Linked DNA regions of Mus musculus: regions 1, 3 and 4 are each linked to region 2. Evidence: chromatin contacts called from public Hi-C and promoter capture Hi-C data. All regions are on one chromosome and are shown on one strand. Each heading gives the region's core, a stretch centred on a gene start, on an enhancer-like site or on the middle of the called end of the contact. The rest is flanking DNA. Distances are from core to core; before and after follow the strand shown. Region 1 holds the start of Ssx2ip (synovial sarcoma, X 2 interacting protein). Region 2 holds the start of Odf2l (outer dense fiber of sperm tails 2-like). Region 3 holds the start of Prkacb (protein kinase, cAMP dependent, catalytic, beta). Region 4 holds the start of Spata1 (spermatogenesis associated 1).

Region 1 (2,700 bases), core at 81-2,580, 1.3 Mb before region 2:
AAGCTGCTGTGGCCCTGTTACTTAATCCCTGGACCTATTATCTTCCCTGTACAGATGGAGAACAAGAAGGAAAGGAAGGGTGTAAAATGACAGGCTGTAGGGGCCCCAACAGTTACCAAAGAAAACGCCCCGGTTTGAATTCTATCCATTCCTAATCCTCTCAGAGAGCCACTTTGTACGAGGAACTTCTGTGCACACCGGGCAGGACAAAGTGTCGACTGGGAGCACAGCTTTTCTTGTTTAGTTTGAATGAACACTCTAAGCTTCGTGGGCCCACAGGCTCTTGGGGAGTAAGGAGATTGGATGGCTTAAGTTTTGCTAGCTGGATCGACGGTTTTGAATTTTATCCAGCCTCGTAAATGTGTCACGTCATATACAGACCTTTCCGTTCAAGATCAAATTTGGGACTAGAAAGGTTTTCCTCCGGAACCTTGCGGGCTCCATGGTAGCACTATTTTCAGCTAACTCCAGGCCTGGACTCTAAACTGAATTGAAGCAAATATCAAATCCAGAAGGCTCTCATCCTTGGGCTCCACCTTTCATCCAGCCTGGATTCTAGAAGAAACTCCCGGCTCTCACAACTGCATCGGCGTGGCTGGTTATGAATCTGACACGCAGGACTAAGGAGCCTGAACTGTGGGTATTAATGTAAAGATTCCTCTACTGGTGCTGATGGGGAATTATTGGGCAAGTTTTATTTCCTGGGCCCAGGTGACTTGCATAACCCAGCAATCTGCACCAGGAGAAATATGTGCTGACCCGGACAGAGCTCACCATTTACGCACTCTACACCACTGGAAAATCCGGGGCCAAATAATTTCTCAAACAAGCCTGCCCCTGCGATGATGTAAGTTCTTCCCCTAAACGTGGGGCTGGACCACTATGAGCCACCTACCCCTGCAGCAGCGGCAGACCTCACTCGCTAAGTCCTGCGGCAGCCTCGGAGGACTCGCCAAGCCCGCGCGGTCGGGCCAAAGGGACCCCGCGCGCGCCCGCGCCGCATCCCGAAAGGGCGCGGGGCCCCCCCAGCACCTACCTCGCACTTTCCGCTGCAGGCGGCGGGCAGCAACGCTCTCCAACCGCTGCAACGGCCGCGACGAGCCCGCCCAGAGTCGGCCCCGGTGCCTGCGTCCACGTCCAGCCCGGTGCCCTCCTCCCCGCCTGCGCGTCACAATCCCGCCGCTCACCGTCACGGCTCCGGGAGCGGCTCACGCCTCCCGCAGCCCGCGGGCCCGCACCCGCGGCGGCACGCAGCGGCTCCGCGCAGCCTCCAGCCCGCCCGGTCCGCCCGGCCCGCCTCTCGCCGCTTTCCTCGGCGGGCGCCCATCCCACCCCGCCCCGCGCTGGCGCCGCCCATTGGCTCCGCCGGTTGCCAGGCGACGAACAACCGCGGCCCGCATTGGTCCAGCGAGGACTAGCCTCCGACAACCCCCAGCAGACGCCAAGCCGCTCTCCCCCGCGCAGCTGCGGCTACCGCACCTGTTACACCCGGGGTCACCCGGCCGCTGCTCCCCGCCCCCAGCTCTCCACGGGGACAAGAGGAGGGTCCTAGCCGCTTTAGAGCCGGGCCTCTGAGGCCACCCCTGAACCCCAATGCTCTCTGGAGAACCAGGTGCGCTCCCCAGAACGGAGAGACACCGGGGCATTCCAGAATTAGGTCAGGCCCTGGAGAAGGAAGGTAGTGGCCTCTGGAATCAATGCGCCAATGCACAGAAATCCGTGTAAAACCAGGGCCAGGGTAGTGCGCGTGAAACCCCGAGTTCATTCCTCAGGACTGCACAGAACGCATGTGAGGGTCTGTGATCCGGCAGAATTGAAGTACAAGGTCATTGGCAGCTTGAGGCTAGCCTGGGCGTTATGAGAGAAGCTCAAGTAGTGAATAAAACAAACTAAGGCAAAGGAAGGGACCTAGGGAGGAGACAGCTGGAAAGGGAAACTAAGAAAAGGTACTTGTGAACTAGACCTTGATGAAAAACTCCCTAGGCCCTCTCCATGAGTGCCAAGAAAATGTAGGACAGTGGCAATTGGCCAAATCCACTTGCCTCTCCCTACTATTTTCACCTAAAGTTCCCCTGGGAAAGGAAAATGGAGAAACCTTAGTAAAGGGTAGGGTGGTGGGGTTCTAGCAAGCTGTTTACTCAAGAGGAAAAAAAAAAAGAGGTTTGGGGTTAAGTGGCTCCTGTGAGAACAAAACATCGTAAAAGGAACACAAGAAATACACCACTGCCACAGAAGAACAAGACAGAGAGGAACAAGGACTACACATGCCCACAGTGCTAGGTAGAAGATCAGAGTGCAGAAATGAACAATGGATTTGAAGGAGATTGGATGCTAAATACAGGTAGCAAGGATACATCATTACAAAGGCGCTTTGGAGCACAGTGCCAGTGAGAAATTACTGCCAATGACTGTCTTACTCTCGAAGTTAGACCATTAGTGGGGTGAGGTTGCTCCCTCTGCATCCGAGGGGGTGTTCTGAAAGTTCCCTTGTCCACTCTCCAAAACACTCCTTTTCCTCTCTCAAGAAACATCTTAACGTGGCATTTATTCTTTAAATGCTGAGTCCGGCTTGGCCGTGCAAGGGACAGCATGGTATGGTCCCACCCCTGGAACAGAGAGAGCAGGGCACGGGCCTCCATGAATGTTCAATGGCTGCTGTGGGCATAAGGCTTGTTTGTATAATAATGTACATATTCTATG
Region 2 (2,752 bases), core at 55-2,554:
GGTTTAGAGTCACGGTGACACACTGAGCAAGAAGTAGAATCCCTGGACTCATCTTACTTTATCCCACCTTTAAACTTAGATGCCATCTGGCCCACTCTGCGGGGCAGCTCAGCAATCTTCACGTTTTTTCCACTTTCTCCTTTTTAAAGTAATTATCCTGAATTAACCAACCTACCTTAAATTTACTTACAAGCCTGAGTTGATCAGAACTGATTTTACAGAACAACCTTGAAGACCTATCTGTTCTTTGTAGAAAGTCATTGCTGAAGCAGTCATAAATGGAGAACTACTAAACCAGAGGGTGGGGGTTGGGGGCATCAGTGGCCTGCAACGGATCGTTTCTATACTCATCCTGACTCCCATTTGTCTGTATGGAGTTAACAAAAGTGACGAATAAATGAGGCTATCTGCTCAGATCTTGAGACGCTCGAAAAGCAAAGACTAAAACTATTAATATACACCAGTTGTAGAATTAGCAGAAAACAGCAATAATAATACTTTGCTATTAAAAATTACAAATATGGCCGGTCTCACCATTAATCAAAGGTATGAAGTAAAGCTTACAAACAGGCACGATTTCTACAGTTTGATCCTTTACCTAAACCAGAGGCACTCGTACCCTCAAACATTTGACACCCTTGTAAGCCATGGCGTGACAGAGAAACTTGGTCTTTAGGGTCACCAATAGCAGCCACCGTTAGGTTAAGGTTACTCAACTGACATATTCAGTGCCAGAGACAGGGGACATGACTCGGGGTACGTCAAGAACTGGACTGGCATCGGGTGAGCTCAAGATTAGGAAAACACTATGTCGGAAACACCCCCAAACCCGGACCCTCGCTCTGCAGGGACCCTATCCCCCGCTAACTTCTCCCCGGCGCCCCGAGACCACACCGCGGGAAGCAGGGGCACAATGTCCGCTTTCCTCTGGGTGACAGTGAGGACCTGAGCACCAAACACATACTGTTCAGGAGGGGTGGGCACCACGGGTTTCACTTCCGGGTGCCTAGGGTCACGCGCGGCCCGCCCTCAGAGCCCACCCCAGACTCGCGCCCGCCCGCCCGTCCGCCCGTCGCCCTGACGTCATCCCCCGCCGCCGCCACTACCTACAATGGCCGGAGGCCTCTCTGAGGCCTGCCCGGCCCTGGGTCACTGCAGCAGGCGGAGAGTGCAGAGAGAGTAGGAGGCCAGAGGGAAGGGCAGGGAGCGCGGGGAGAGAAGCTGACGAGTCACCAGAACAGGCAGCGGCGGCCTGAGCGCGTCCACCTTGGAGCTCAACGTTGCTAGTAACCGGCCTGCGGTTTCTGTGGAAACGGACGCCCCGCCCTCATCGGCCCGCTCCGACGCAGCTAATTGGTCGGGAGCTCTAGAGCGCGAGCGCCGTTCCTGCTGTGATTGGAGGGAGTGAGGGGGCGTGGCCGGCGGGGGGTTGTCTCTGCTCTGGTTTCTCTAGTGAGATTTTTCAAAAGCTTTAGCTTTGAGAAAAGGCGTAGCTTTTGTGCGTCGCTGACCGAAAATCTCAACCGCTCTCATCCTAGCAGGGAAGGAAGGTCCGTTCCGAGTCTCTTGACACTGGATCGAAAAATGACTTCCCTGCTTTTGCCCTTTTTTGTAGCTAGGATTTGAAAAAACCCAAGACAGAAAAACCTTTCCAGTGTATGGCATTATCCCCCACAGGAGTTTTTCTTCTTTAAAAACATAGTCAGCAGGTTCTCCAAAATGTCGTTCAAGTCCTCCTAAGTCCTTAGATAAAGCTGCTGTGCTTTCTAAACTGCTGAACCGGCCAAATGAGATCTTGGTAGGACCTAGTAGTGGTTTTTTGTTTGTTTATTTTGTTTTGTTTTGTTTTCCTTATGAGATTTTGGGAGTTTTGTCATTGTTCTTGGAATGTTTTCATGCACCTCCCAGGTGTAGTAGATAGGAGTGAGTTTACGTCCGAGTTTTTGTACAACTGGCTATTATCCATTTATTTGCCTCTATGGGAAACAAACAAACAAACATGTTTTTGCCGCGTGCACCTTGTCCTTCTTATATACTCAAGTGACCTTTCTTAGCACTCAGGGTATACACTGTCTGATGCTCTGAATAAAGTTGGCTATTGCATGCGGCGTTAGTCTGCCTCGTTCCTCCGCTCCACTCCCTCAGGTTCCACCACAGGAAGAGATATAAAAATGAACAGCATATCGAAGCAGCGCATACTTCTAGTAGATAGAGTAAAATGGTAGCTATGGGAAATGTCAGCTAGGAGCTGAACTGTCGGCCCTTCAGTATGGCTAGTACAAGCTCTTCAGAGCCAGATGCTGTGCTTCTTAGGGAGTTTCCATAGGGAGCTGTTCGCCTAGGTGAGGAAAATGAAAATACATGTTTATGAAATATTCTATAAGAAAGTCATAAATAGCAAGTTTGTTTATAATAGCTAAAAATGGCAAGTAGATTGAATGTTTACCAGCAGGAAAATTGATTACATATTCAATACAATGGAATGATATTCCACAGTCAAAAACAACAAGCCACTTCAATATGCACCTTCTGCATAAGTAGCTTGAAGCTCTTCTCTCTGTTGCCTGGGACATTCAATATGGACATGCTGGGTACATGAGCAGCCATGGATAGACTGGTAATAGACGTCTTAATTCAGCCTTGTATAAGAAAGTAGCGTAGGCTGAGTTGTTTAAAGAACAGAAACATATTTATCACATTTCTAGAATCTCAGAAGACCCAACTCAAGAATCAACCAATCTGGCTGCTAGTG
Region 3 (2,758 bases), core at 25-2,524, 1.7 Mb before region 2:
TTTACCTTCTTCATTTCAAGGTCTTCTAATTAGCTTTGGATAAGTCCTTTAATGTCTCTGTGCCTCTGTGGATCTTAAGTAAAACAATGATAGTCTTGCCACATTTGCATAGGGACTTTATGAGGAAACTAATTACTATTTGTACAACACTTAGAACGCAGTATACTTGGTGTACATGCTTGGTAATTTAACATAATTGCCAATAATAGAAGTATGAATCTGTTTAGAATCTTCCACTCACCGCTACTTTTTTTCCCCAATAACAAAACTTTTAAAATGTTCTGGGAAATCTCCTTAGCAGCCAACAACCATCCGTTCATTACGCGCCAACTGTGGTTTGTGCTGCAGACACAAAATAAACTTACATGGTCTCTGCCCTTCCAGAAGTTAATCTTTCTGTTCTAAATTTGGAATGCTTTTTTTTTAGATAGCAAAAGCTCAAAAAAAAAAAAAAAAAAAAAAAAACCAGAACAAAAACTACCAGAGGGCTAGGTGATTAATTTCTAATAACCTCACGGAAAAGCTCAAGTACTCTCAGATGCATGGAAGCGCAACAATCAATTGGGAATGCGTTTATTTTGAAATTTGTGACTGTGTTGATGCACATAACGTACTTGTGTAAAACAGGCAACACATTCCCATATCTCTCCTTAGAAAGCCTGACAGAATTTGTGAGGGCAATCAGGTGAGACCATGAAGAAGGAACTCGGGAAGGGATAAGCTGTCAAGAATGTTGGTGATTGACCTGGTGTGTTGGGAGAATACCTAGAAGAGCGAAGGGAAGAAGTTCCAATGACAGCTGGGAGCTGAGAAAAGACATTCCTGGCCAACGCTGACCTCAGGGTCAGCAGGGTCGGCAGGACGCGGAGGGGCGCACGCACGTCCCTGCAGCCACGCAGGAAGATCAAGCGAGAGCAACCACGGCGTGCGGAACGCGGGCCACACGGATGCGGGAGCAGGCCGAGCCCTGGCACTGTGCCCCCCGCCCGGCTCTGGGGCACCGGATGCCAGGCCGAGGAAGGATCTGGGGTGCTTCCAAACTAACGGTCCCCACGTCCCTCGCTACTTCGAGCTTAGCCTCCGCGGCCAAGCCCAGCATCCACGCAACAAGCAATAAGTTACCGCTACAACCCTGCACAGAGGGGCTCCCGCCCGCCGGGGGGCTTGACCGCGTCACTTCCGGCGCGCCCGCCCGGAAAGAGGCGGAGGTCGCAGTCCGGGTGTGCGGCTCCTGGGGACGCGCCGTGTCGGGGACGCGCGTGGAGGGCGGGCTCGGGAAGGGGGAGTGTCCGCGCGCCGCCGCTGCCGCCGCCGCCACCGCCGCCACCGCCGCCACCGCCACGGTCCCGGTCTCTGCCGGAGAGCTCTCAGCATCTCTCCCGGACACCCAGCCCCTCCGTGCAGCCGGACGCCGCGCTCTAGGGTCTGCGGGAGCCTAGCCAAAGCCTAGCCAAAGTTGCTGCCGACTGCGGGGCGGGCGGCGGGACGGCCCCGGTCCCCTCCCCTCCGTCATCCCTGCTTGCGGACTCCCGGGTCATGGGGAACACTGCGATCGCCAAGAAAGGCAGCGAAGTGGAGAGCGGTGAGTCGAGTCGAAGGCCCTGGCTGGGTTCCCGCCGGATGGGCCGCCGCGCGGTGCAGCGCCCTGGGCCGGTGTCCCCCCCAAGGCCGCGCGCGAGCCACGGGCCGGGCCTTGCAGTGGCCGCGGGGGCCGGCCGCCTCCTCCTCTGTCCCCTCCCCCACGAAGGCTCGGGGGTGAGGGCCAAGCCCCGGGGCTCACTGGAGAGAGGGAAGGCGGGCAGCGAGGTCCCTGTGATCCCCTTTCTTACTAGAGCGAGGAGGGCTGCCACGGTCTGGAACGCGTCCCCAAATATGGTCCTTTTGTGATCGCACCCTTAGCTCTTCTTTCTCCCAGAGCCCCCAACACCCAGACCCTCCTTTAAGGGAGCCACAGGTAGTACGTTTGGGTTGACTTGGCTTTTTCTCCTTCTCCTGGATGTATATCAGTTTTCTCACAAGGTGAGTGTCCGTGAGGGTCTCCAAAGGTGACGTTAACCCTTAGTGTCTAAGGCTCTTTCTTTCACCCAAGAGATTAGAGATGGCAGACATAAATACAAGCAGCAACTTTATCCATTCGAGGAAAAATAAGTGAGACAGCGTTGCGTTTACTCTAGACATCCAGGAATGTTCCAGGATGCCTGTAAAACTTAGAGGCATTTCAGAGTTGAAGTGCTTTCTTCCGAGAGCTGAAAGTTCAGACGTTCAGTACTGTGTACAAAATTTCAAGACAAAAGGGTCGTGGGAATTGAGTTTCTGTGTAGCAACTTGGTTTTATATGTAAGCATACACATATATGCGTGTTGTGTAACAGGCTGTGAGAAAATTGTGTGCCATTATTCGGCTCATATTATAATTTATAATTCACAATAATTAGAGAACGGTCCCTGACTTTTGTTACATTGCCATAGGTTAATGACATCTCAGTCCTTGAAGTAAGTCTGACAATTTGTTCGTGTTACTGTAAGTAACGTCTTCCATTGTGTCTGTGTTTATAACAGAAGAATGAAGCCAATCTTGTAATTAGCTTGAAGCAAACAGCTTTTGATTCTCATGAACAAAGCAGAGTTGAGTTGACAGAAGAGAGTCTAGCTATTGCTTTTGTGGAATGTAAACAACAGTCAGATTTAACGGGTTATGTTTCATCAATAAGGTTCGTTCCAGGGCATGGAACAGCAGGGCAAACTGTTGGTGAGCATGT
Region 4 (2,858 bases), core at 112-2,611, 1.4 Mb before region 2:
GAATTAGGACGCAAGGCAAGAGAAGCTAGGAGGTAGCCACAGAGCAGGTAGGGTTTTCAAAGAAAAGGAAGTCCTCCTCTGGGAGCTAGCTCACTGCTTTGGGCCACCAGGGTTAAGTACCGCCACTGTAATTACTACACGTACCTGTCTTTATTTCCTCCCCCAACCCACTATTTTTTTCCTTCCTGGCCTACTTTATGACAGTTATTATATATGAATGATGATGATCAATAGATCACTTCAAATTTCAGAGCTCTAATCTGGCCAAGACTAAGTCACTTGGATGAAAAGTGAGAATATGATTAGAGTCCAAACCAAGACTGATTGGGCGTCTCCCTACCCTCCTCCTATGGTTACCACAAGGAAGTTGAGCAGTCTCTGACATTTCTACTTGAGAAGAAAGCTAAATAGAAGCCTTCTCCAAAAGCACGTTAGAAATAAGGACTAGCCTGCTGAATATAAAATCAAATCACCTTGGAAACTGGCAGGGTCTAGCAAGGCGACTTATATTCTTGTTTCTTTTTATAATCACCGGGAAGTGTTTCACATGTAACCCGACCTATTACGTCAGAAAGAGGCCAAATCCGTTTAGGAGTTGAAAAAAATAAACCAAACGGTCCTTAGAGCCAAAGCGTCTGAATGCCTAGCTGTCTACCAACAAGGACAGCCTTTCCCTAAAAGTCAACAGCCCAAGACCCGACCCCCCAACCAGACCGCAAGCTCCCAGGCCAGCGGCCAGCGGTTTCTCGGGTAAACAGACACCCCAGCAAGGTCAGCCGAGCACGCCGCGGCGTCTGCTGCAAACACCTCTTTGTTCGAGGCTGGACCCCCACAAAGGTGGAGTCCGGAGACTCCCGGGACGATCCGCAAACAAAAGTTGCTCATCAGGCCGCCATCCGGAGCTACCCAGGCGGACTCGTGTGTGTTCAAAGGACGAGGGCTGGGAGTGAGCCTGGGTGAGACGTGCGAGACGGAAGTCGCTGGCGAGACCCGCCGGGGCCGCCGAGAGTCGGCGGGCGGCGGAAGGGCGGGCCCCCTCCTCGCCCTCGGCCCACAGCCCGGCCAGAGGAGCCGCGTGTCGGCTCGCGCTTCCCCCCAACCCCGGGGCCCACCGCCCGCCCACGCCCGCTCACCTTCACGCGGTTGAGCCCGGCCTCCAGCCGGAGCTGCTGGACCACCTTCTTCATGGCGGCGACGCTAGAAGAACCCGACATGGCGCTCGGGACAGCCGGGCCGACTCGTCAGTCCGGGCAGGGGGCGGCAGGTCGCGGGACGGCGGGGGCGGGGCTCCGAACTTCGTCGAAGTTTCCGGGGCTGTGCGCGCCGCGCATGCGCGCCGACGCCCCCTCCCCCTCCCCCCGGGACGGCCGCGGGCTCCCCCCGCGCGCGCGAGAGAGAGAGAAGGGGCGGAGCGGCCGGTGGGCGCGGTGGCGACGGGGGCGGTGCGGCCCGACGCCCGGCCGGCGCCTTCCGCCTCTGGAGGGGCTGGGTAGGGCGAGGTAAGAGGACGCCCCGGGGCGGACTCGGGAGCGCGGGGAGGGAGGTCCGCGACCGACGGCGGGGTGAGGGACGTGGCCGCGCTGCCTCGGGGCGTCCGTGACACGTCCCAAGTCCCGCCAGCTCAGCCCTGTGTGAGGCGCCCTCGGGTGAACCGGCGGCGCCGGCCGCAGCTCGCCCAGCCCGGGGCCCAGGGCGCCGTAACGGACCCGGGCCGCGGGACCCTGGACGGTCGGAGGCTGGCCTGTCGCCGAGAGGTGCGAGCCGCCCCGCACAGCTTCCTGTTAGCCCTGTCTTTCTGGAATCTGTCCCCCGTGCTTTTTTAAAAAATAAAGCGTTCGCGTTCGGGGATCGTTTGCTCTTTTGATGTCCCTGTAATTGCTGACTTCGTGCTTGTAACTGATGAACCCCAGAGGGGTTTTCAGAAGGACTCAAAAGTTTAGTAAGATTTAAATTAGTCCTGTTGAGACCTAACATCTCTAAACAGGAGGTTCGTCGTGAGTGCTGTTTCTTTGGGATACTGAGAAAAATGACATGGTTTGCTCTGGGCCAACACATCGCGTTACTGAGCAGTTAATATCAGTTTGGGGTTTTACCCAGTCCTTAACAGTGACCATCTAAGAAACTTGGGTTTGAATTTAGCCCTGGTGTGCTTGGGCAAGCCGTTTAAACTGCCGAAGTTAAAACGCTCCCTGGATTTCTTGGAAAAAAAAAATGAAACGAAATGAAATTATATGTGTAAAGAATACGAAAACTGAGGCTGGAAGATGGCAGTTAGAGGACTGGGGAACTGAGCCCTCGTGCAGAGGACCTAAGGTCACACTTCCCACCACCCACACTGGGCAACTCAAAAGCACCAAGTCCTGGGCTACTGTCACCCTCACTGGAGTCTGGGAACGTTTGCATTCACACACGTACATTAATTAATACATAATTTAAAAAGTGAACGAACAAACCATATTGTTTGAGACAGGGTCTCACTTTGTAGTTCTGGCTGGCCTGAAACTCCATGTAGACCAGGCTGGCCTCGAAACCCACAGCCTTCCAAGCATTGTGATTAAAGGCTTGTGCCTCCAAAATAAATTAATTAATGCAAAATGTAACACAAATATTTTACTTTGTGCCTTGTTACCTGTAATGTATGCTAAAATGCAGATTTCTAAGATTAACGTGTAACTTAAAGTTCTACTTTATATTAGTTACAATAATACTTAAGAACTATGGAATGTGCTGGAAGACATTTCAAAGAAGATTTTACATGGTACAGAACCCATTATTAAGGAAATGTTGAGGAATAAACAAATTTGTCTTAGTCTCAGAAAGTTTATTGTTTTCTTTTCCCCAAACTATTGAGCTAGGAA

The links. Promoter capture Hi-C pulls out the DNA fragments that hold promoters and counts their contacts. A called contact is a pair of places that touch in the nucleus more often than the background predicts. Capture Hi-C pulls out chosen DNA fragments and counts their contacts.
Region 1: a promoter capture Hi-C map of pre-B cells shows a contact between it and region 2, with 2.5 times the contacts expected there. The contact joins the promoter of Ssx2ip here to the promoter of Odf2l in region 2.
Region 3: a promoter capture Hi-C map of adipose tissue shows a contact between it and region 2, with 4 times the contacts expected there. The contact joins the promoter of Prkacb here to the promoter of Odf2l in region 2. A contact is called at or near these places in 1 of 39 promoter capture datasets (pre-B cells), 5 of 484 Hi-C or Micro-C datasets (CD4 T cells, CD8 T cells, double positive thymocytes and 1 more) and 2 of 9 other capture datasets (adipose tissue and liver).
Region 4: a contact with region 2 is called in a Hi-C map of pre-B cells, with 9 times the contacts expected there. The contact joins the promoter of Spata1 here to the promoter of Odf2l in region 2. A contact is called at or near these places in 2 of 39 promoter capture datasets (liver and pre-B cells), 2 of 484 Hi-C or Micro-C datasets (pre-B cells and uterus), 1 of 115 datasets of contacts at active chromatin or transcription factors (pancreatic cancer cells) and 1 of 9 other capture datasets (adipose tissue).

What each region holds. Positions count from the first base shown.
Region 1 is chr3:146,403,272-146,405,971 of GRCm38.p6, reverse strand. Ssx2ip (synovial sarcoma, X 2 interacting protein) reads right to left here and starts at 1,330. Exons shown (of 14, transcript NM_001355661.1): 1 at 1,037-1,330.
Region 2 is chr3:145,117,141-145,119,892 of GRCm38.p6, reverse strand. Odf2l (outer dense fiber of sperm tails 2-like) reads right to left here and starts at 1,304. Exons shown (of 17, transcript NM_001162538.1): 1 at 1,111-1,304. Gm40163 (a long non-coding RNA gene) reads left to right here and starts at 1,480. Exons shown (of 2, transcript XR_867692.2): 1 at 1,480-1,550.
Region 3 is chr3:146,811,462-146,814,219 of GRCm38.p6, reverse strand. It overlaps Prkacb (protein kinase, cAMP dependent, catalytic, beta), which reads left to right and starts at 1,274. Exons shown (of 10, transcript NM_011100.4): 1 at 1,274-1,582. The coding sequence starts at 1,537. It overlaps LOC115486180 (a long non-coding RNA gene), which reads left to right and starts at 1,590. Exons shown (of 2, transcript XR_003954577.1): 1 at 1,590-2,019.
Region 4 is chr3:146,498,296-146,501,153 of GRCm38.p6, reverse strand. It overlaps Spata1 (spermatogenesis associated 1), which reads left to right and starts at 1,361. Exons shown (of 15, transcript NM_001316756.2): 1 at 1,361-1,499. Gng5 (guanine nucleotide binding protein (G protein), gamma 5) reads right to left here and starts at 1,318. Exons shown (of 3, transcript NM_010318.2): 1 at 1,134-1,318. The coding sequence starts at 1,214.